Regions from separate parts of the Mus musculus genome. Here region 2 is linked to region 1. A link is a contact called in public ChIA-PET data. All regions are on one chromosome and are shown on one strand. The core of a region is the stretch at or near the end of the contact, and the rest is flanking DNA. Distances in the headings are between cores, read along the strand shown.

Region 1 (3,318 bases), core at 442-2,941:
AAATCTAGAGTCCCTGGGGACTTGCAGGTACAAAGTGACAGCTAAATAGCTCATGGCTGGCTGGGCAAGAAAGCCTGTGGCATCGTATCTGTGGTTCGTGGCTTTGGAAAACTGAATCTAAACCTAAAGAAGTAACTTAACAACCTACAGAGGAGCTACGGCCCTGACAGTTGCTAAGGTTAGCTTGGCTGATCCATCATTCCCTCTGGTACTAGGCGAAAAGGAAGGACAGAGGAGGAAGAGGGGGAGGAAAAGAGGGAGAGAGGGAGGGGAGGAAGAGGGAGAGGAAAAGAGGGAGGGCGGTGCTGTGGGAAATATTAAAAAATGAAGAACCATCATGCTCCCGCACTTGTGCCTCTAACTCTTGGCTGGCTGGTGGGCAATGGCCTGGGAAACTCTAACAGCTACACCTTACCCCTCTGCAGTCTGTTCCAAAGAGGACCTAACTCTCTCCTGCTTTGCCCTCTTCTTCAGTCCAACCCGGAAGTCCCGCCTACTCGCCCAGTGATTGGCTCCTTTATTCATTAGAGGATTGGTTCACAAGAAGCCACCTGAGTACATTACTGTCCTGAGAGAGCAAGCAGCATAGAGCCATCCACAGCAGGGAGGGGAAGAGGGAGAGAGGGAGGAAGAAAGAAAAGAAAGGGATGAAGCTAGAAGCCTTGCAGATGTGGGAAGTGGTGTGTGTATGTGGCGATCAGAGGACAACCTTAGCAGTCATACCTCAGATAACACCCATCTTTTTGTTTGTTTCTTTGTAACAAGTCCTCTCACTGGCCTTGAAGAGGTTTGTTAGTCAGCCCCAGCGACCCGCCTGTCTCCGTCTCCCTGTGTGCTGGATTGCAAGTGCACATTGCCTCTCCCTACTTTTTACATCTGTTCTGGGATCTAGCACGTGTCCTGGTCCTTTCAAAGCAAGCATGTTACCCACCTGGGAAGTTAGCTCTTTGATACTATTGTCCGGCTGACTAGTCTTAGCTCACAGCATCCTGGGCTCTGCACCTGTATGGCTCAGACTTTGTCTCAAGGTTTTAATTGGCCGATTATGTCACCATCATCATGCCCCGAGGCCACCCGCCCTCTTTTGAGCCTCACAAAGGTATCGACCTCCCATGTCTTCTTTTGTTTAGGCTTCCGGGTCTGAACTTTGGGTTCTCTAACTGCATTCAGACTCTGGAAAATGAAGGTTTTCCAGGTTACCTTTGAAAGATCTTTGAGTGATGGGTTCCTTTCGGCCACACAGAATTTTAAGAGTGGAAAAAAAAAAAAAGACCTGTGGATTTAGTCAAACTGCAGCAGCATTTTTTTTTTTCCCTCAGAAATAAAACCTGTCAGTAGCTAGCCCTGGGGAATGTAAACATACCCTTACCTGTAATTAACCTAGGGCTCTCGGTTCTTGATGCAAATGGAGTTTTAGTTGTTTCCTTTATAGAGGAGCAGGAAGCCTGCATTTCAGTGGAGAGCCAGATCTCTGCGGCAGCTCTCTCCCATCTCCTTCTAGAGAGCCCCAGTGAAAATGATAAAGCTAGAGCCGCATTTGATGTAAGACATATGGTAGCTACTGTAATAATATTATCACCAGCTTCTTCAGTGGCTTTGTCAGTCAGGTGCAATTCCACATATTGTCTGAGATAAGAGAGTCCACCCCCAACCCCTCCTCCCACTTCCTGTTGTTGACAGCAAGGCCTTCCTAAAAGTGGCCTAAGAGCTTTGTGACAGATGTGAGGTTCCCGCTTCAAATGTGAGTAATTAGGCTGAGACTAAGGACTGCATGTTAAAGCCTGACCACGCGAGAAGAGAAGAAACCCAGGGAACACTGTGAATATTTCTGATAGTCATTAGCAGGCTAAGCGGGGAGCTTTTGCTAGCTAGTTCTGACGAATCTAGAGGAGGGAAAAGAAGAAAGCAAAGCAAAAAGAAAAAGAAAGAAAGGAAAGGCACCTCGCCCTTTAGAAATCCTCTGTGGGGTCTTCAGCTACGATTTTGACATTTCAAGCTAATCAGGGACATTATAAATTTGTAGGTAACATTTAAAAGCTATACACAGCACTCAAGGAGTTGGCCGTCACCACGTTCATCCCATTGTGCTTTGGGTTGTTCTGTGACTCAAGCTTTGCTTTGCTTGATTGCTAATTTAATAGGAGTTACTTCTGCACTCCAGGCCAGCGGGCACGCAATAAACATGGTTGCGTGAGGAGCTGGCTCCGCAGCGTGTCGTCCTGGGCTTGGTTCTGTGTACTCAGTCTCACAGACTCTGAAGACTCTAGCAGTGTGTTAAAATGGACACACCCCGCCTTTTAAAGAAAGATGTGAAAATAAATAATAAATAACAACAATGTGTCAAAGTGATTTTCATTGCTCGGATTAATAAAAGGAAGCTAACGCTGTGCCTGCATAGGAGGAAAATCACATTATATTTCTTTTTTTCCCTTTTAATGCCACCCCTTGTGCAGAATTTATTTTTCAAAAATCCCACCAAAGACCCATAAAGCAGTGAGTTCTATTCAGGAGTTATTATTTAGGCACAAATCATGGGCAGTCAATGTGCAGAGCACACTCTTGGTGAATTCAATAAATATGTATATGCAAAGTGCAGGTTGGCGAGTTATTCTGCTACGAAGTGCTAAATAACTTGAAGTAATGCCATTAACTTCAGAATGAAATTGGCATTTTATTACTTTGTTGTTAGATTTAAATTATTTGGTTAATTTCTTTTCTTTTCCCCCTTGTAGAGGAGAAATTGCCCACAGGTCAAAAACTTGGGTTGCTAAGCTATCACAAGAACTACAGACCTCTGGTGCTAGGATCTATAGAAAAACACTCAGGGTTTCCAATAAAGGCCTAGAGCAACCAGTAGACCAAGGCATTTTGATGCCTTTTAATTCAAGTTACAGAGAACAGTGGGTGCCTATAAAGCCTAGCCCTCTCCAGCCCCTGCTGGTGCAGCCACGAGTACAATTAAGCCCTGCTTCTCTTAATATATGCGTATTAGATTGATTTCCTCGACATGCCATGTTTAGCATTTCTCCCATGCTCAACAATAAGCATTCCCAAATCCATCCGGTCACTTCTTACCAGATGAAGCTGAGGGTCTGAGGAGAGCTGTCACTAAAGCAAAGACCAGAAATCACCTGACTCGTCAAACACTGAACTCTCTGCTAAAATAGCCAAAATGGTTTCTTCTGCACTAACCCTTTAAGACGTCAGAGCCAGGAAGCATTATTATGGAAGCAGAAGCGTTAGAAGGAAGCTGAGACCTGAGGAGGGAATAGCACCGCCTTAAAGTTCAAGACCTCCCCCGACAACCATCAATCACCA
Region 2 (3,318 bases), core at 607-3,106, 840 kb before region 1:
CCTCAGCAGCTCTCACAGAGGCAGCCCCTAGTCCACTACCTAACTTGAAACCTGTGTGCCTCTTGATACCTGTTCTGTGCAGTGCTGATTGTCATCTTCAGTGTTGTTTATAAAAGGAATCAGAGGCTTGGGTTTGAGCTCTGGGGAAGATGCTTGTCTAACATGTGTAAGGCCCAGGTTTGAGCCCCAGCATCCTAATCTGTAATAGGCAGGCTTTGTCATGGAAGAAGGCCGTGCCGGTTCTGATCTTTCCTTTGCGCTTTAGGGCATCTTCCACCTTTGTTTTCTACTCTGTGGACTGTTCTGGGAGTTGGAGTTGGTGGAGCTGTAACTTCCACTTTGCATTTTGTATCTATAATCAACTATCTCCATCATTTTCCTGGTCTAAATGTTGCTGACGTTGCCAGGAGATGGTGTTGGCTGTACGCTGTTTGTGTAGAGTCTCAAGTGAAGGTATGCTCATCTTCAACTCACAGGCTCAACTCTGCGTTTCCTCTCAGAGGAGCCGACGGCTGAGCAGAAATCCCTTAGAGTCAGTGGTATCAGTTAGGCTAACTCTTTCATGTGTCTGTTAGACAAACATATGGACAGTGCTCAGGCTGGGAACCAGATGCCTGCTGAGCAACGAGGAGAGCAGAGGAATTGCCTGCTGAGACTCCTAGGCCAGAAAGGGAGGCGTGACCTCTGACCTTGCTGCAAAGCTGTGGGGGGAGGTTCAAATCACCTTTAAAAATATTTGTTTTGTTTGTTTGTTTGTGTGTGTGTGTGTGTGTGTGTACATGCATGCAGGTGGTGTGTAGTTTGGACATGATGCAGTGGCTTGTGCTTCTAGTCTCTGCACTTGAGAGCCATAGGCAGGCAGATCTCTGTGAGTTCAGAGCCAATCTGCTCTGTATCAAAAGTTCCAGGTCAGATGAGCTATGTAGTGAGATACTGCCTCAAAACCACAAATGCTTAGAGTAGGGTATTTGACAGTAAAATATATGAAATACTCAAGATCAGTTTTGAAATTTCAACTTTTGCAAAAATTTCTTAATATTTCAAGATGTGGATAAGTAAATTACATTCCTGCTGCTGAGTTAAGCTAGACTAGTGGACACTTAGAGGGTCCTGATGCAATAACGTGTGTCTGGGGCGATCTACAACCCCATTTCCTTTGCTGTGACCTTAGAGAGGCACATCATGCCATGCTGGGCAATCTTCCACTGATGTCACTTCAGTTGGCTCATCTAATTTTTTAAGTGATTTGTCTTTTTTGAAACCAAAGGGTACTATTAAAAACATCACATCAGCTAGGCATGGTCACAGACCTATCAACCCAGCCTCAGAAGACTGCAGCAGGAGGATCATGAGACCAGCCTGGGTTACATAATGAGAACTTATCTGACAACAATAAGAACTGTCTCTGTGGTATCACTTATCTTCACCAGTGACACATGTACAGGACAAAGAAAATGTCTTGCAAGACCCTTATGATGGTGGGGTGCTTCTGACATTATCTGGGGCTTAAAACCTAAGTTTTAATAGGGAGATGTGTCCCTTCTGGGAGAAGAAAACACATATATTCAATGAATGACAGGTCTCAAAAAACAACAGATAAAATTGCATTCTTATCATATATTCAAAGGAAATACGTATTTTGGTACTTGTGATGGAGTAGGGTAAAGGGCAGGTGCAGAGCGGAGATACAATGTTGCAGTTGTTGAGCCTAGCAGGGGTGGGGGGTCAGAGTGTGGCAGCACACAGACATGATAGCTTTGTTCCCTGGGAAGTCCCTGGTCAGAAGACCCTCCTTCCCTTCTCACCCCAGCTGTTTTTTGTTTTGTTTTGTCTGATTTTCCACGGGGTCATGAACAGAGGACCTGACAAACCAGGAGAAAGGTCATGCGGTTTCCAGCTGCAGTGCACTGTTTGTTTGCTGAGTATTCAAGTCAGCAGTACTTTTTGTGGTTTTGGTTTTTTCGATGTTTTTTTTTTTTTCTTTTCAACTTCACACTTTTGACTTTCCAAAGCAAGTAGGAACCTCACATTTTTGAGGGTCCCCAATCTCCTCATGCTATTTGATCCAAAAACTACCTACAAATTCAAGGCAGTCTCAAAATATTGTGTGTAGTTAGGAGGTGGGGGAGAAGGGATAGGGAGAAATATGATCCAAAACAATAAAAGTTGAAACCAACTAAGACGCCAGTTTTCTCCAGGCAGCTGGGACACAAGCAAGGTTCCACTCAGCACTTGAGAAGTTCCACTTAGTGACGGTTGTGGAGTTTTCTCTTGGCCACAGTGTGAGATGGCCCAGGTGAGCTTTAGTCTTTCTTTAAATGATCCACTGATGCCTTTAAAGCTACTGTTTGTCAGAGTTTTTATAAAATACAATCATGAATCCAAAGAACACAGCGTCACCTTCACACATAGGTACTTTCCCCAAGTATAGTGAGAAGGTCACCCACGAGTGCTTTGTCCACAGTGCTTAAGAGTCATTTTCCAGTTTTCCTGCAACATCACAGTACTTCTCTTAACTTTCGCTTTGAGACATTGCCCCACTCTGCAGCTCAGCCTGATCTGGAACTCACTGTGTAGCCCAGGCTGGCCTTCCTTGAATTCACGGCAATCCTTCTGCCTCCACCTCCAGGTGTTGGTGTTGGGATGGCAGATCTGAGGAACCTTTCTTGATGCCACCCTCTCTGCCTAAACATAGAATTTAGTCCACTATAAAGTCCGGTTAATGTGTCCAGCTGACATGTCAAGACACCTGTTAAGTGGACATTTTCAGAGAAGGCATAACTACCTCTGAACCCTCATTTCTTCTTCTTTGATTCTCTTGTAAGAAAACAATTTCACAGCCACTCCATAAGGAGGTGACATAAGTTTCTCTACCAGGACTTGTGTGCGTGACAAGATAATTCTGCTGACTCTAGTCTGGGCACTTTCGAAGTTCATCCAGATGGCTGCAATCTGTCCTTCTGACTGAGGAATGTGCCTAGACCTGTGGCAAGCTCAGGCTGTTTTCCTCCATGCTTCCTCTAATCCAAGCTGCAGCTTTGCAGCATGGTATCCACTGAAACCACAGCCCCACAGCAGCGACCCAAAGCTGCTCAACAAATGTAGGGAAAGCTTGGGACCAGAATGATTTGATTGGTTTCCAGGGTCTGTTTTCTCTGTAATGTTTTTATTAGTAATTATTAACCACCCATATAATGGGTTTTGTTGTGACATATTAACTGCCTCCAGACTTAGAAAACAGTTCTTTGGTTTAGTTAGGACCCTTGCTTATTTTCATTAAACACTCTAAACCTGCTAAGCGTGTAAGTTCCAAACATT

Evidence for each region. ChIA-PET counts read pairs in DNA pulled down with a chosen protein or histone mark.
Region 2: an RNA polymerase II ChIA-PET map of memory CD8 T cells shows a contact between it and region 1, with 28 read pairs. The contact joins two enhancer-like sites. A contact is called at or near these places in 3 of 115 datasets of contacts at active chromatin or transcription factors (memory CD8 T cells, regulatory T cell precursor and thymic regulatory T cells).

The regions. Positions count from the first base shown.
Region 1 is chr3:152,927,169-152,930,486 of GRCm38.p6, reverse strand. All of the region lies in intron 2 of St6galnac5 (ST6 (alpha-N-acetyl-neuraminyl-2,3-beta-galactosyl-1,3)-N-acetylgalactosaminide alpha-2,6-sialyltransferase 5), which reads left to right. The region is part of intron 2 of Gm46830 (a long non-coding RNA gene); the gene reads right to left. Among named protein-coding and RNA genes, the nearest start is that of Gm46830, 29 kb to the right of the region's middle. Within about 2 kb of position 1,691, at least 80 of the 459 cell types and tissues checked have an H3K27ac peak or open chromatin away from gene starts, as enhancers often do. A contact at or near this core is called in memory CD8 T cells and thymic regulatory T cells, where this site is marked.
Region 2 is chr3:153,763,444-153,766,761 of GRCm38.p6, reverse strand. No RefSeq gene overlaps it. Among named protein-coding and RNA genes, the nearest start is that of 5730460C07Rik, 27 kb to the left of the region's middle. Within about 2 kb of position 1,856, at least 44 of the 459 cell types and tissues checked have an H3K27ac peak or open chromatin away from gene starts, as enhancers often do. A contact at or near this core is called in memory CD8 T cells and thymic regulatory T cells, where this site is marked.